2 separate regions of the Zea mays genome follow, and region 1 is linked to region 2. Evidence: chromatin contacts called from public Hi-C data. All regions are on one chromosome and are shown on one strand. Each heading gives the region's core, a stretch centred on a gene start, on an enhancer-like site or on the middle of the called end of the contact. The rest is flanking DNA. Distances are from core to core; before and after follow the strand shown. Region 1 holds the start of LOC100276485 (Ninja-family protein 7). Region 2 holds the start of LOC100384586.

Region 1 (6,893 bases), core at 1,329-3,828, 350 kb before region 2:
TACCACTATATGAAAGGGAAATAGGGTCAAACCTTTTCCTAAATGATTTTGGTGGTTGAAATGCCCAACACAAATAATTGGACTAACTAGTTTGCTCTAGATTATATATTCTACAGGTGCATAAGTTCATCTACAACTATTCTAAATCGACTGTCCGGAATACCGTAGATTATTCCGGACAGGAGAAACTTTTTGGAAAAACCGACCAAGTGCGGACCGTCCGGGCCCTTGCGGCGGACCGTCCGCGACACCAGGATGACCCTCGGACAGAACCACTGCATAAATGCAAGTCAACACTGCGGACCGTCCGATGGAAAAGCAAGCACCGTCCGAGACCAGGCACGGACCGTCCGGTCGGCACAGAACCGAAAAGCCCGAAGGTGACAAGTTGAGCAAAAGGAATTATAGAGCTAGCGCGGACCGTCAGGGACCAAGGGCGGACCGTCCGCATGGTGTCACCGAGGCAGATAGCCGTTGATCTAGTCGTTGATCTGTCAGAAGTATCCGTTGAAGATGTCAGAATCGACCGTTGGAGGGTCGCGGACTGTCTGGGCCCTAGCCGCGGACCGTCCGCCAGTGCAACTTCAGGCAGATGCGCCCCAACGGCTATATGGGTGGTTGAGGGCTATAAATACCACCCCAACCGTCCACTTCAAGGTGTGGGAGCCCAAGCAACATTCCAAGTCATATAGTTGACATATCCAAGCCCTCCCAACCACCTCTATTCATTGATCCATCCTATACACAAGATTTAGACCACTACAAACCACACAAGTGCCACAAAAGAGAGAGCAAGCAAAAGAAAGCCTCTTGTGAGAGTTTAGCTCTAGTGCCTTGTGAGATTCATTGAGAGAAAGTGTGTGCTACATCTTGCGTTCATTTGCGCGTGGAGTTTTGACTCCCATTGGACTTCCTCCAAAGTTTTGGAGGCTTGTAAAGCTAGCAAGAGACACCTAAGTGTGTGGTGATCCTTGCGGGGTCTTAATTGATCCTTGAGAAGAAGAAGAGCTTGCCGATCTTCGGGATCGGTAGAGAGAAGGGAAAGGGTTGAAAGAGACCCGTCCTTAGTGGACTCCTCAACGGGGACTAGGCCTTCGAGGGCCGAACCTCGGTAAAACAAATCACCCGTGTCTCGTGTGTTTATTGCTTGTGATTTGTTTGTTCTCTCCCTTTCTAAGTTCTCTTGCGCTACTCTTTGCTAACATTATTGTGTGTTGCTTCAAGTTAAATTCTCATTTAGAGAAGCAACTCCTTGCAAGAAAGAACTTGTGTTTATCTTCTTCTTAACTAACCCCTCTTGCATTATTCTCCACTAACATTTCTAATAGTATTGTTATTGATTAAATTCCGCACTCTTTGAAAACAATACTCATTGCAAGCAAAGGTTTTAGTTTTATACTCCGATAATTGTGAATCTTGTTCTAACCACTAATCAAGGGATCTAGTTGGGGTGTAAAGTTATAATTTTCAGATTTCGCTTATCCACCCCCCTAGGCGACTTTCACTATATAATCCATCAGTTTAAACTTTGCAAAACTCACCCAACCAAATCACCCCACACTCATAACCTCCACTAAAACCACTAAACAAATTACACCTAGACTTTACACACCATCAAAACCAACAGTGTAGATCATTGAATAACCCCCTCTCCTGTACTTACTCAAATCCAATGGACAATATTATTTTGATCATCTCTCCCCCTCCCCTGAGATCCCGCCACCCCAGCCTCCCCCTCCCCCTCTGCTCCGTCCCAGCCGCCCTCTCCCCCTCACTCGCGCTGCGACCGCCATAGTCGTCAACCCCTCCCCTTGTGCCGCCACTGTCGACCTCTCCGCTCCCCTCCACAGGATCGTAGCGTTATCACATGATATATGCTAGTGGTATGATACTCCAAGACATTAGAGCACACCCAATAGAAAGTTTCTAGCTATGCCACTGTGGCTAGATATCCTACAGAGTGGAGGCATGGGTGTACACATGTGCACTCGAAAAAATTTGCAAGAAAATCGAAGTTAGTGGGTAAAATATATGCATACACTTAATTATAGCGGATCCGTATACAAATGGTCAAATAGTTCATGTTAGGGTTTGGGTGCTCGGTTTCCTACAGCAGGAACGGAAGAGAAGGGGTCAGCATGCCTGGTCCCGGCGAACAACTAGCGAAGGTCCCGGTGAACAACTAGAGAAGGGCCCAGCGAACAACTAGTGAAAGGCCCAATGAAGACGGCGGATCTAGTAAAGGGACATGGGTCATGGGTGTACACATGTACACCCGATAATTTTTGCAGAAAGTTAGGAGTTAGTAAGCGTCAAATAGGTAAAGGGCTTGAGGTTAGAGTTTGGGAACTCGGTCTCGCACAGCAGATTGGGAAGAGAATGGTGTAGGAATACCTGGTGGGCGCTCCTCGCCGGCGAAGATCAGCTAAGGACTCGGCACCTGGCGTAGGGCGGCGGCGATAGCCAAATTAGAATCCGATCTGGGAAAAGAGAGGCTCGATCCGGGAAGGGGGACTGTCAGCGGTGCGAGCCTTGCGGCGTCGCCGTACTGACGAGAGGAACGCGAGGAGGAAGACGTGAACGAAGGAGGAGGGCGGACCGTGGACGGTTGGGTTGACACTTGACAAGGATTACCAGTAGAAGCATGTTTGTTTTATCTCTAGTTTTTAGAAACTTGTTTAGGACTAGTTTGAGAATCTAATTTCTATTTTTCTAAAATAAATTAGTTTATTTTTTCTTGAAAAAATAGAAATTATTTGGGAAAATAGAGTTTCTAAACTAACCCTTATAAAAAAACTGGTTTATAGTATAGTAGCACTCAGTTTTTAAGAAACTGGTTTATAGATACGAGATAGTTCTAAACATACTAGTTTGTGTCTCATTTTATAGAAACTAGATTTTCAGTTTCTTAAAAAACAAGAAGCTAGTCTCCATTGGCTAGAACTAGTTTTATAAAAACTGATATGGTTTCAAACACCATAAAGCAATTTTTTATAACCGGTTTCTAGAAAACTAGAGATAGAAACCGGATTCTTAAAAACTAGATTGCTTTCAAATAGGACCTTAGATTTAAGAATATGAGAATCCAGTTTCTACAAATTTTGATATAAACTGATATGTTTGGAACACCTCGGTTTTTATAAAACAGATTCTTAAAAATTGGGTGCTTTCAAACAAGCCCTAAGTTGCTTCCAAACATGTTCTAAGAGTCTGTTTAGAAGCCCCTAGTTTTTAACAAACCGTTTTATAAAAACTAAAAGGGTTCAAAACAAAACAGCTTATGTTTCGGTTTATAGAAATAAGATTTCTAGTTTTTTTAAACCAAGAAGCTAACCTCTCCTAACAAACTAGTTCATGAAAATTGAGGTGGTTCCAAACACCATTGAAAGGAAATTAGGCTTACACATTTTCCTATTTAATTTTGGTGGTTGAATTGTCCAACACAAATAATTGGACTAACTAGTTTGCTCTAGTCTATAAGTTCTACAGGTGCCAAAGGTTCACAATAAGCTAATAAAAAGACCAAGAAAGGGTTCAAACAAAGAGAGCAAAAGACATCCCAAAAAGCACCCTGGTCTGGCGCACCGGACTGTCCGGTGCACCGGGGCACTCGAAGCTGAACTCGTTACCTTCGGGAAAATCAGAGGGCGCTCCGCTATAATTCACCGGACAAATCCAACACTTCAACTCCCAAGCCACGACTATACTCCTCGCCTCTCTAAGTCGAGAGAAGTATAATAAGGTGCAAGGGTTGAAGAGTGCAAAGAAAATTTGGGACGTGCTAAAGACCGCGCACGAAGGAGACGAGGTGACCAAGATCACCAAGCGGGAGACGATCGAGGGGGAGCTCGGTCGCTTCCAGCTTCGCTAAGGGGAGGAGCCACAAGATATGTACAACCGGCTCAAGACCTTGGTAAACCAAGTGCGCAACCTCGGGAGCAAAAATGGGATGACCATGAAATGGTTAAGGTTATTCTTAGATCACTTGTGTTCCTTAACCCTACGCAAGTTCAATTAATTCGTGGTAATCCTAGATATACACTAATGGCTCCCGAAGAAGTAATAGGAAACTTTGTGAGCTTTGAGTTGATGATCAAAGGCTCAAAGAAAATTATCGAGCACGACGGCCCCTCCACGCCCGAAGCACAACCGGTCGCATTCAAGGCGATGGAGGAGAAGAAAGAGGAATCTACATCAAGTAGACCACCCATCGATGCCTCCAAGCTCGACAATGAGGAGATGGCGCTCATCATCAAAAGCTTCCGCCAAATCCTCAAGCAAAGGAGGGGGAAGGATTACAAGCCCCGCTCCAAGAAAGTTTGCTACAAGTGTGGTAAGCCCGGTCATTTTATTGCAAAATGTCCACTATCTAGTGACAGTGACAAGGGCGACGACAAGAAGGGCAAGAGGAGAGAAAAGAAGAGGTACCACAAGAAGAGGGGCGGCGATGCCCATGTGTGCCGTGAATGAGACTCCGACGAGAGCTCCACCGACTCCTCCTCCGACGAGGACGCCGCCAACATCGCCGTCACCAAGGGCCTCCTCTTCCCAAACGTCGGCCACAAGTGCCTCATGGCAAAGGACGGCAAAAGGAAGAAGGTAAAATCAAGATCCTCCACTAAATATGAAACCTCTAGTGATGAGGATAATTGTAGTGATTAGGAGGATAATTTGTGTATCCTTTTTGCCAACCTAAACATGCAACAAAAAGAAAAATTAAATGAATTAATTAGTGTTATTAATGAAAAGGATGAACTCTTGGACTCCCAAGATGACTTCCTAATTAAGAAAAATAAGAAGCATGTTAAGGTTAAGAATGCTTATGCTCTAGAAGTAGAAAAATGTGAAAAATTATCTAGTGAGCTAAGCACTTGCCATGATGTCATTACCAACCTTAGAAATGAGAATGCTAGTTTAAATGCTAAGGTTGATTCTAATGTTAGTGATGTTTCAATTTCCAATCTTAGAGATGATAAAGTTAAATTACTTGCTAAGATTGAAGAATTAAATGTTTCTCTTGCTAGCCTTAGAAATGATAATGAAAAATTAATTGCTAAGGCTAAAGAATTAGATGTTTGCAATGCTTCAATTTCCGATCTTAGAGATAACAATGATATTTTGCGTGCTAAGATTGTTGAACTTAATTCTTGCAAACCCCCTACATCTACCATTGAGCATGTTACTATTTGCACTAGGTGTAGAGATGTTAACATTGACGTTATTCATGATCATATGGCTTTAATTAAACAACAAAATGATCATATAGCAAAATTAGATGCTAAAATTGCCGAGCATGACTTAGAAAATGAAAATTTTAAATTTGCTAGAAGCATGCTCTATAGTGGGAGACGCCCTGGCATCAAGGATGGCATTGGCTTCCAAAAGGGAGACAATGACAAACTTAGTGCCCCTCCTAAAAGATTATCTAACTTTGTTAAGGGCAAAGCTCCCATGCCTCAGGATAACGAGGGTTATATTTTGTACCCTGCCGGTTATCCCGAGAGCAAAATTAGGAGAATTCACTCTACGAAGTCTCACTCTGGCCCTAATCATGCTTTTATGTATAAGGGTGAGACATCTAGCTCTAGGCAATCAACCCGTGCAAAATTGCCTAAGAAGAAAATTCCTATTGCATCAAATGATTCTAACATTTCATTTAAAACTTTTGATGCATCTTATGTGCTAACCAACAAATCAGGCAAGGTAGTTGCCAAGTATGTTGGGGACAAACACAAGGGCGCCAAGACTTGTGTTTGGGTACCCAAAGTTCTTGTATCTAATGTCAAAGGACCCAAAACCGTTTTGGTACCTAAAATCAAGAACTAAACTTGTTTTGTAGGTTTATGCATCCGGGGGCTCAAGTTGGATCATCGATAACGGGTGCACAAACCATATGACAGGGGAGAAGAAGATGTTCTCCTCCTACGAGAAAAACCAAGATCCCCAACGAGCTATCACATTCGGGGATGGAAATCAAGGTTTGGTCAAAGGATTGGGTAAAATTGATATATCTCCTGACCATTCCATTTCCAATGTTTTTCTTGTAGATTTTTAGACTATAACTTGCTTTCAGTTTCGCAATTATGTAAAATGGGCTACAACTGTCTTTTTACAGATATAGGTGTTACTGTCTTTAGAAGATATGATGATTCAATAGCATTTAAGGGAGTGTTAGAGGGTCAGCTATACTTGGTAGATTTTGATAGAGCTGAACTCGACACTTGCTTAATTTCTAAGACTAACATGGGATGGCTCTGGCATCGCCGACTAGCACACGTTGGAATGAAGAATCTTCACAAGCTTCTAAAGGGAGAACACATTTTGGGACTAACAAATGTTCATTTTGAGAAAGACAAGATTTGTAGCGCATGTCAGGCAGGGAAGCAAGTTGGTGTTCATCATCCACACAAGAACATCATGACGACTGACAGGCCACTCGAGCTCCTACACATGGACCTATTTGGCCTGATAGCTTACATAAGCATCGGCGGGAGTAAGTACTGTCTAGTTATTGTGGATGATTATTCTCGCTTCACTTGGGTGTTCTTTTTGCAGGAACAATCTCATACCCAAGAGACCTTAAAGGGATTCTTGAGACGGGCTCAAAACGAGTTCGGCTTAAGGATTAAGAAAATAAGAAGCGACAACGGAACGGAGTTCAAGAACTCTCAAATTGAAGGCTTCCTTGAGGAGGGCATCAAGCATGAGTTCTCTTCTCCCTACACCCCACAACAAAATGGTGTAGTGGAGAGGAAGAATAGAAATCTATTGGACATGGCAAGAACCATGCTTGATGAGTACAAGACTTCGGATCGGTTTTGGGCCGAGGCGGTTAACACCGCCTGCTACACCATCAATCGGTTATATCTACACCGAATCCTCAAGAAGACATC
Region 2 (7,451 bases), core at 3,375-5,874:
TGAAAAGGTAAAATGCAAAGGTACATCACTTATGACACTTCTCCATTACCTTTGTGCCATATAAGGACCCTTTTCATGATAGTGTGTTCAAATCTTGATTAATCATAATTTCTACCCTTTATATTCTTTATATCTTTTTTTGGAGATTTATGACAAAGGGGGAGAAATTGTGCATTAAAGCTTACCTTTAGTCTTATGTAACTAAGTGTAAGAAGACTTTTGAAAAGGGGGAGAAATAATTGACAAAAGGGGGTTGAATCATAAGTAAAACATAAGATGAAGGAAATTGATGAGTGCATAATATGTCATGAGCATCACGTTTATTTATGACACAAAGCACCCTATGAATAGTATGATATAAGTTGTCTTCACTCTTTGACCCAAATATGTGGTTTTGGCATTTGAGTACAAAATTGGTATTTTCTGAAATGCACATATTTAGGGGGAGGAAACTATATCATAGGATTCAAAATCTTATTTATCAAATCTTATGTAAGCTTTAAATGTGTTGTCATCAATCACCAAAAAGGGGGAGATTGAAAGTGCATTCATCCCTTTTGTGAGTTTTGGTGATTTGTATAACAACACATTTAAAGGTCTAACAAGTTTGCTAAGTGTTGAACAGGAAATTCAGTATGATGAACATACTTGAATAGTGTATAATGATCAGTGAACAAGGTTCAACACAAGGTCAAATAACCAATGAGACAATGCAAATGGATATAATATGGTCTCTATATTGGTTTGAATATATGGACAAGTCCTGAGAAATCACTATGCATAAATATGATCATAATAGAGGTTGAAGTGATTAAGAGGATTGATCAAGCCAAAGTGAATAAGTAATGAGGAATCGTGAATTGGCTTGACCATATTACTATTAGTCCATATATGAATATATGAGAATCAAACTAGAGCTTGATTGATCTTAGCAGTTATATCTAGATGACATTCAAGCAAAGTTCACAATATTGAAGAAATGATTCTCTCAATGGATGCTCAATAGGATGTGACTCAAGAATGTCTTGATAGGGTGAAGATAGCAAGGAAAGGGATTCGAGGAACTAAGCGAAGGTGAAGGCCAAACGATGGCTTGTAGACCGAGGTACCATGGCTAAGGTGAAGAAGAGAGTACTTGCACTAAGTCGATGAACTAATCAGCTATGAAGTGTTACAACATGTTGATGCATCAGTAAGGTGACTTGAAGCCATGATTTGAACTCATATATGGTGAAATGGCACAAGTCACAGGCTCGATTTGTGTTTGCTTCAAAAGGTGAGACAAAGATGTTTGTGATCCTTATGAAGCAATGCCATGGAGAAATCACACATGAGACACCAATGACTCAAGGAGTTTACTTAATTAATTTTATTTAACTTGAGTATAGGAATCGTCGTACTATAAAGGGGGATCCAAAAAGAAGGTTGGTGTTTGCCAAAGCTCAAACCTCTATATTCAAAAGCTATTTTTGAAAAGCAAAAATCCCCTTAACATTCTATGGTTGACCATGGTTAGGTTTGAGAAACCTAGAGTGTTCTTGTTGAAAAGCAGCTGAGCTTCTTCAGCTGCAGCTGAGCTGAACTTCAGCTGTGTTGAGCTTTCTCAACTCCAGCTGAACTTCAACTTCAACTGGGGTCCAGGCAGGTTCAACCGGGGTCCAGGGCAAGTTCAACCGGGGTCCAAAGAGGTTCAACCGGTGTCCAGGGAAAGTTCAGCCGGGGATTTTTTCCCGGACCTCGCTGGTCAAAACCGGTTGAACCGGTCCTAGGGGAGGTTCAACCGGTGTCAGGGTCAACTGACCGGTCTGACCTCCTGACTGGCAGACTGACTGCCAGTCTGACCCCCAGGCGGTTGAACCGGTCCTAGGGGCGGTTCAACCGGTGTCAGGACCTGTTTTTGCAGTTTGACCTGCAGTCTTCCAGTCTGACTGGCAGACTGACTGTCAGCCTGCCCCAGGCGGTTGAACCGGTCCTAGGGGCGGTTCAACCGGTCCTCCACAGCCAAAATGAGTCCAACGGCTAGTTTTGAAGCCCCACCTATATATACTCACTCCTACCTTTCTCCCAACATAAGAGCACGACCCAAACTCCATTTCTAACTTGAAGAACACCGCCCACTCTCTCCCACACATCTCTTGCCTCTCCCATTTCAAATCTTTGGAGAGAAATCTTTGAGTGAGTTTGAGAGCTGCGGTTTTTGTGCTTCATCTCCAAATCTCTCTTGCTCTTCTTCATTTGAGCTTTGGTACTACATCGAGTTCTTTGTGGATTCATTACTCTTGGAGCTTCTAGCTCCTAGACGACTAGGTGTCTCTTGTGAGTCTCCAAATCTTGTGGAAGACCACAAGAAAGTTTGTATTACTCGCTCGTTTGAGCAAAGATTAGTGTGTGGGCTTGACCTTTGTGGTCGGCAAAGGGGGGATTAGGGTTGAAAGAGACCCGGCTCTTTTTGGGCGCCTCAACGAGGAAGTAGGGCACCTTGGTGGTGTGACCGAACCTCGGGATAAATCTTGTGTCTCTTGTGTTCTTGTTCATTGTGCTTATTCGTGTTCTTCGTTCTCTCACCATTCCGTGAAAGATTTGTTTATATCTTTTTAGTGTGTGGATTTTGAGAAGTGCCCTTCTCAGATCTACTACTTTGAACCCTGTGGATCATTTAGAACATCTCATTTCCAAAGTTAACCGGGTGAATTTCGAGATCAATTCAGTTTTACCCAGTTTGCTTCTAGTTTTTGTTGAAAAAGTTTTAACTTGCCTATTCACCCCCCTCTAGGCAACTTTCATAGATGTTGGTCAGCAGCATCACTTTGACATGTTTTCAATGTAAGCATGGAGTGGCACCAAGGTGTTTTCCATTTAGTATGGTTCAGATCGCAAGCGGTTCCAAACCCGTAGTACCGAGGTTGTTCGATTGGTAGAGCTACCTGATGAGGCTAAATCTCGAAGCAAATCAGAACTACAACGACTCACAGAAACTGAAAAACTGGATTATTTTGGAACCTTATTGTTAATCTTCAGGTAAATATGATCACATTATTTTGTTCAGGCAAAATTGTTGTTGACTGGACGGATGAGGAATTAGAGCATACTTCAGAGGCAGTTGGATATGGTGTTGTGAAGTATCTTGAAAGCTCTGTAAGTTAATATCTGATATGGAAACATGGTTGAGTTGTGTGTTATTTTATCTTACTTTTGGTTATCTGAAAGTTTATGTAAAGGACAACCATCTCATTTATCAGGCTAAATATATTGTAGTTCAGTTGTACCAAAAATTCTTGAACACTAACCTGACTTAAGTGTGTTGTACTTCTGTAGAGAAAATCCAGTGCAGGCAAGATTTTAGGCTGAATTCTCCCACTGGTGAGGAACTTGAGATTCCTGGCAAGCTCTGAGTTATTTTCTTCTCAACTTGTAGACCAACTGGATTATTTTGGAACCTTATTATTAATCTTCAGGTAAATATGATCACATTATTTTGTTCAGGCAAAATTATTGTTGACTGGACGGATGAGGAATTAGAGCATACTTCAGAGGCAGTTGGATATGGTGTTGTGAAGTATCTTCTGGAATGCCTTATTTTAGAAAGCTCTGTACGTGCTCATCTATTGGTGACTTGAATATAACAATGAATCGCAATAACTTTGTGTTTATATTTGTGAAGGTCCATGTTAATATCTGATATGGAAACATGGTTGAGTTGTGTGTTATTTTATCTTACTTTTGGTTATCTGAAAGTTTATGTAAAGGACAACCATCTCATTTATCAGGCTAAATATATTGTAGTTCAGTGGTATCAATAATTCTTGAACACTAACCTGACTTAAGTGTGTTGTACTTCTGTAGAGAAAATCCAGTGCAGGCAAGATTTTAGGCTGAATTCTCCCACTGGTGAGGAACTTGATATTCTTGGCAAGCTCTGATTTATTTTCTTCTCAACTTGTAGACCAACCTGGTGTAGCTCCACTTTCAAGATATTGTGATCCAAAATAAAAACACTTGATTTTTTTAATTTTGATTTGACGTGCACTATTGTTGATTCATCTGCGAGTTGCATCAAGTTTTGTTTTCTTGTAACAAACCTATTTGGTGGACTTACATGTGTCAGTTGCAATGCATGATATCTTGTATTATAACTTTCTACTTGTTATTTTTCTATCTTAGCCAAGCTGGTTGCTGATCATTGCCAAGGAGATTACTTAGTGGCCGATAAGCATTGCATTTTACTACACGTAATGGATTTGTTTGATGTGAAATGCTTTTAATGTATGTAAAAATTCTTAACTTTTAAAAAGATACTAACAAACATAAAATAACAATTATTTTTAAAATTTTAGTGTATCTTATCATAATATATTCACTCCGTAGCAACGCACGGACGTTCACCTAGTTTAAATAATAAGAGGATTACTCCCTAGTTACATGATCATCAAATCAGCTAACGCAAAAAGCTAAGGGAGGCCGCCCACAGCCCACTGCGCACTGGGCCTTAAAATAAATCGCAAAATCCGTACCGCTTTTCTGGCGTTACTCCTCCGGGTCGGTCCTTCCTCGTCGAAAATTACATTTTTCTGTATAAGAAGAAATCTCCTCTGCTCAGTTTCCACCGCCGCACTCCTCCACCCAGACCCTCCTCCCTCACGGCCCCACCCACCTCGCGTCCTCGCCGGAACCCTAACGGTGACCGCCTGCCGTGCCCATCGGCGGCGATCGCGTTGCTGCGCCCCCGATGTGAGTCACTCCCACCGCCGATATATATGGCCTCTCATCTTATTTGGCTCCTCATCTCGTCCCGTCTCGCTCCCTTCCTTCAGTTCTGACGCGGATTTATTTGTCTGCCGATCTGGTACCCGTCCCAGGAGTTACCTCTGCGCGGGCAGTTCGTCGTTCGATGACCCCGACGTGGTTGAGGTGTCTTCGGCCACCGCCGCGGCTGCGGGGTGGGCCTCCGGCCACCACAAGAGGAAGCGGAGCCAGGTGATGTCAATATCGCATCCTTTGTTCACTGCGCGTAAGTTTTGGATACCTTGAAATTGGTAGTGAATTCTGATATGGCCTGATGGTTATATAATGGCAGGTTGCAGTTGATAAGTTAATTCATGTGTCATATATTTGAATCAAGTGTGATGTGTTGTGAAGTGTTGATTTGGCAGTCCATCTTATCGGTGTAATAGTCAACCATGGAAGTATGAACTAGTGAAATTAAAAGAATTCTAGTTTGTTCTCTAGAAAAAAAAACACCGACTCCCTGAATGAATTTGTGTGAATCAGAACTCTTAGCTTCTTCTAGGCGTATAGCAAAAGCTATGAATCTTGAAAAGCCAGAATGTCTTGTAATTTGGAACGGAAGGAGTAGAAAGATTGTCAGAAAAAGGAAATTATTTGGAGGTCTACCTTTAAACTCTGCATTTAGTAGCCCTCCAAAATCCAATTGACCACATAGGGGGTTATGCAGAGCTCTCCTTTGTATTTCTTCCATTTTGTGCCTTTTCGTTTTATCTACCAAGTGTTGACTAATAGACGCATTTCTGCCATAGTCAGAAACATAGGCATGGACGCATGGTGCGATTGACACAATAACCAATTGACAATGGCATTGGCTGATTGGCATGTGTCAAGTGCATATATGAGGTCAAAAGTTCATAGCTGCTGGATTGTTCCCTTTTATGATCTCATATCCCTTTTAAAACTGTCATAAATGTCTTCATGAATCATTACATGTGGCATAATTTTTGTTCTTTAGGTAAATTATGACAAACAAATGCTCTTCTTTTATTATGGAAAATCAATAGCTTCTGAGCATGTTTCATGTTACAATTATACTGTATCGAAAGAGTGTTGCTTGCAGAACTGAATTGCAGTTCTATAAACTACTAATTGATGCATTTTCTTCTGAAATTTGTGCTTGCTTGAACAATAGGTTGTCCCTCAAGAAGTAATTGAAATTGATGATGATGATCCTGATGGAGTCATAATTATTGGTGATAAAGCACCATTGGACAAGAATAAGCAAACTGTTGTATGCCCTATGGATTGGCCAAAGCATGCCAAGGTAAATTCCCTCGTATCTTTTTCTTTCTCATATTATTTGCTTTTATACCGTGCAAGCTCAGAGAGATTCTTTTCTGTGTGTATATAAATTCAGAGTGGTTGGGTTCAGGACATCGCTGGCCCAAGCACATATGCTTCAAAATATATCGATTCCTGTGTTGACCTGAAAGTGTTTCAAGATGAGGCAGTTTACAACTATTCTGATGACTGTCCCTATGCGGGATTTGAAGACTATATGTATGATGAAGATGAGTTTGAGGTTGATGGTTATGATGCTCTGCTTATTGAAAGTGAGTTTAAATTTGGTTTGTCTGCCAAGTTTGATAACCTCCATGCTCCACCTGTTCTGGAGGTTTCTTTACCATGGATGCAGAAGACTGCTATTGATATTGCAAATAAGACCAAACCCACTAAGGTTGTAGATGATAAAATCGAAGAAAAATACAAGGCCTTCAAACGATTTGATACTGTTGATGATCATAGTGATCATTATTATTCAAAGCCAACGTCGAGAAAGGTTCAGGTGGTAAAAAAGGTATCATTTTTTTTGCTCTGCCCTTACTATCATTTATTGTCTTAGTTCAGTTCAGTTCTCAAAAAGTTATTTTCACAGCCATCAAAAGACTGGGTGAAACGTATACAGCATGAGTGGAAAGTCCTAGAGAGAGATTTGCCAGGTAGGGATCTGTTGCTTACTATACCGTGATTTTATGATTGTCCGCATTACTGAATAGTAACACACTTGGTGCAACCTTGCCTTTGTCATTTGAAATGCTTCTTTTGTATTGAGAACATCTTCTTGCCGTTTTTAGAACTTAGAAGGTTCTATTCATAATGGCCAAGAAAATGATTATAATTTCACTTGTCTGCTTTCAAGAGAACATTCTAATTTGTACTTCTCACCGAATTGAATAGATACTATATTTGTGAGGGCATATGAGGATAGAATGGACCTGCTTAGAGGTGTCATTATGGGACCGGCTGGGACTCCTTACCATGACGGGCTCTTCTTCTTTGACATATACTTTCCTCCTCGGTATCCAAATGTCCCACCGGTAATATTTTCTTGACTTCAGCACTTGTGTATCAACTAATCATTTCCCTTGTTCCTTCAGTTTGCTTCAAGGATCATGGGATGACCGTTCGGTTCTATGCAGATGGTGAATTACCGTGCTGGTGGTTTGCGGCTTAATCCAAACCTGTATGATTGCGGGAAGGTGTGCCTTAGCCTCCTCAACACCTGGGACGGCAGCGGATGTGAGAAGTGGAATCCGGCCAATTCAACTATGCTGCAGGTCCTGGTCTCTATCCAGGCTTTGGTTTTGAACGCAAAGCCCTTTTTCAACGAGCCTGGCTACGCTATGCATGCTAACACGGCTCACGGGGAGAAGAAATCGCTGGCA

What was found. A called contact is a pair of places that touch in the nucleus more often than the background predicts.
Region 1: a Hi-C map of tassel shows a contact between it and region 2, with 3 times the contacts expected there. The contact joins the promoter of LOC100276485 here to the promoter of LOC100384586 in region 2. A contact is called at or near these places in 2 of 25 Hi-C or Micro-C datasets (ear and tassel).

The regions. Positions count from the first base shown.
Region 1 is chr8:68,985,092-68,991,984 of Zm-B73-REFERENCE-NAM-5.0, reverse strand. It overlaps LOC100276485 (Ninja-family protein 7), which reads right to left and starts at 2,578. Exons shown (of 3, transcript NM_001150261.1): 1 at 2,395-2,578.
Region 2 is chr8:68,636,206-68,643,656 of Zm-B73-REFERENCE-NAM-5.0, reverse strand. It overlaps LOC100384586, which reads left to right and starts at 4,624. Exons shown (of 9, transcript NM_001362414.1): 1 at 4,624-4,728; 2 at 4,857-4,974; 3 at 5,918-6,049; 4 at 6,143-6,583; 5 at 6,662-6,725; 6 at 6,964-7,103; 7 at 7,206-7,451. The coding sequence starts at 4,727.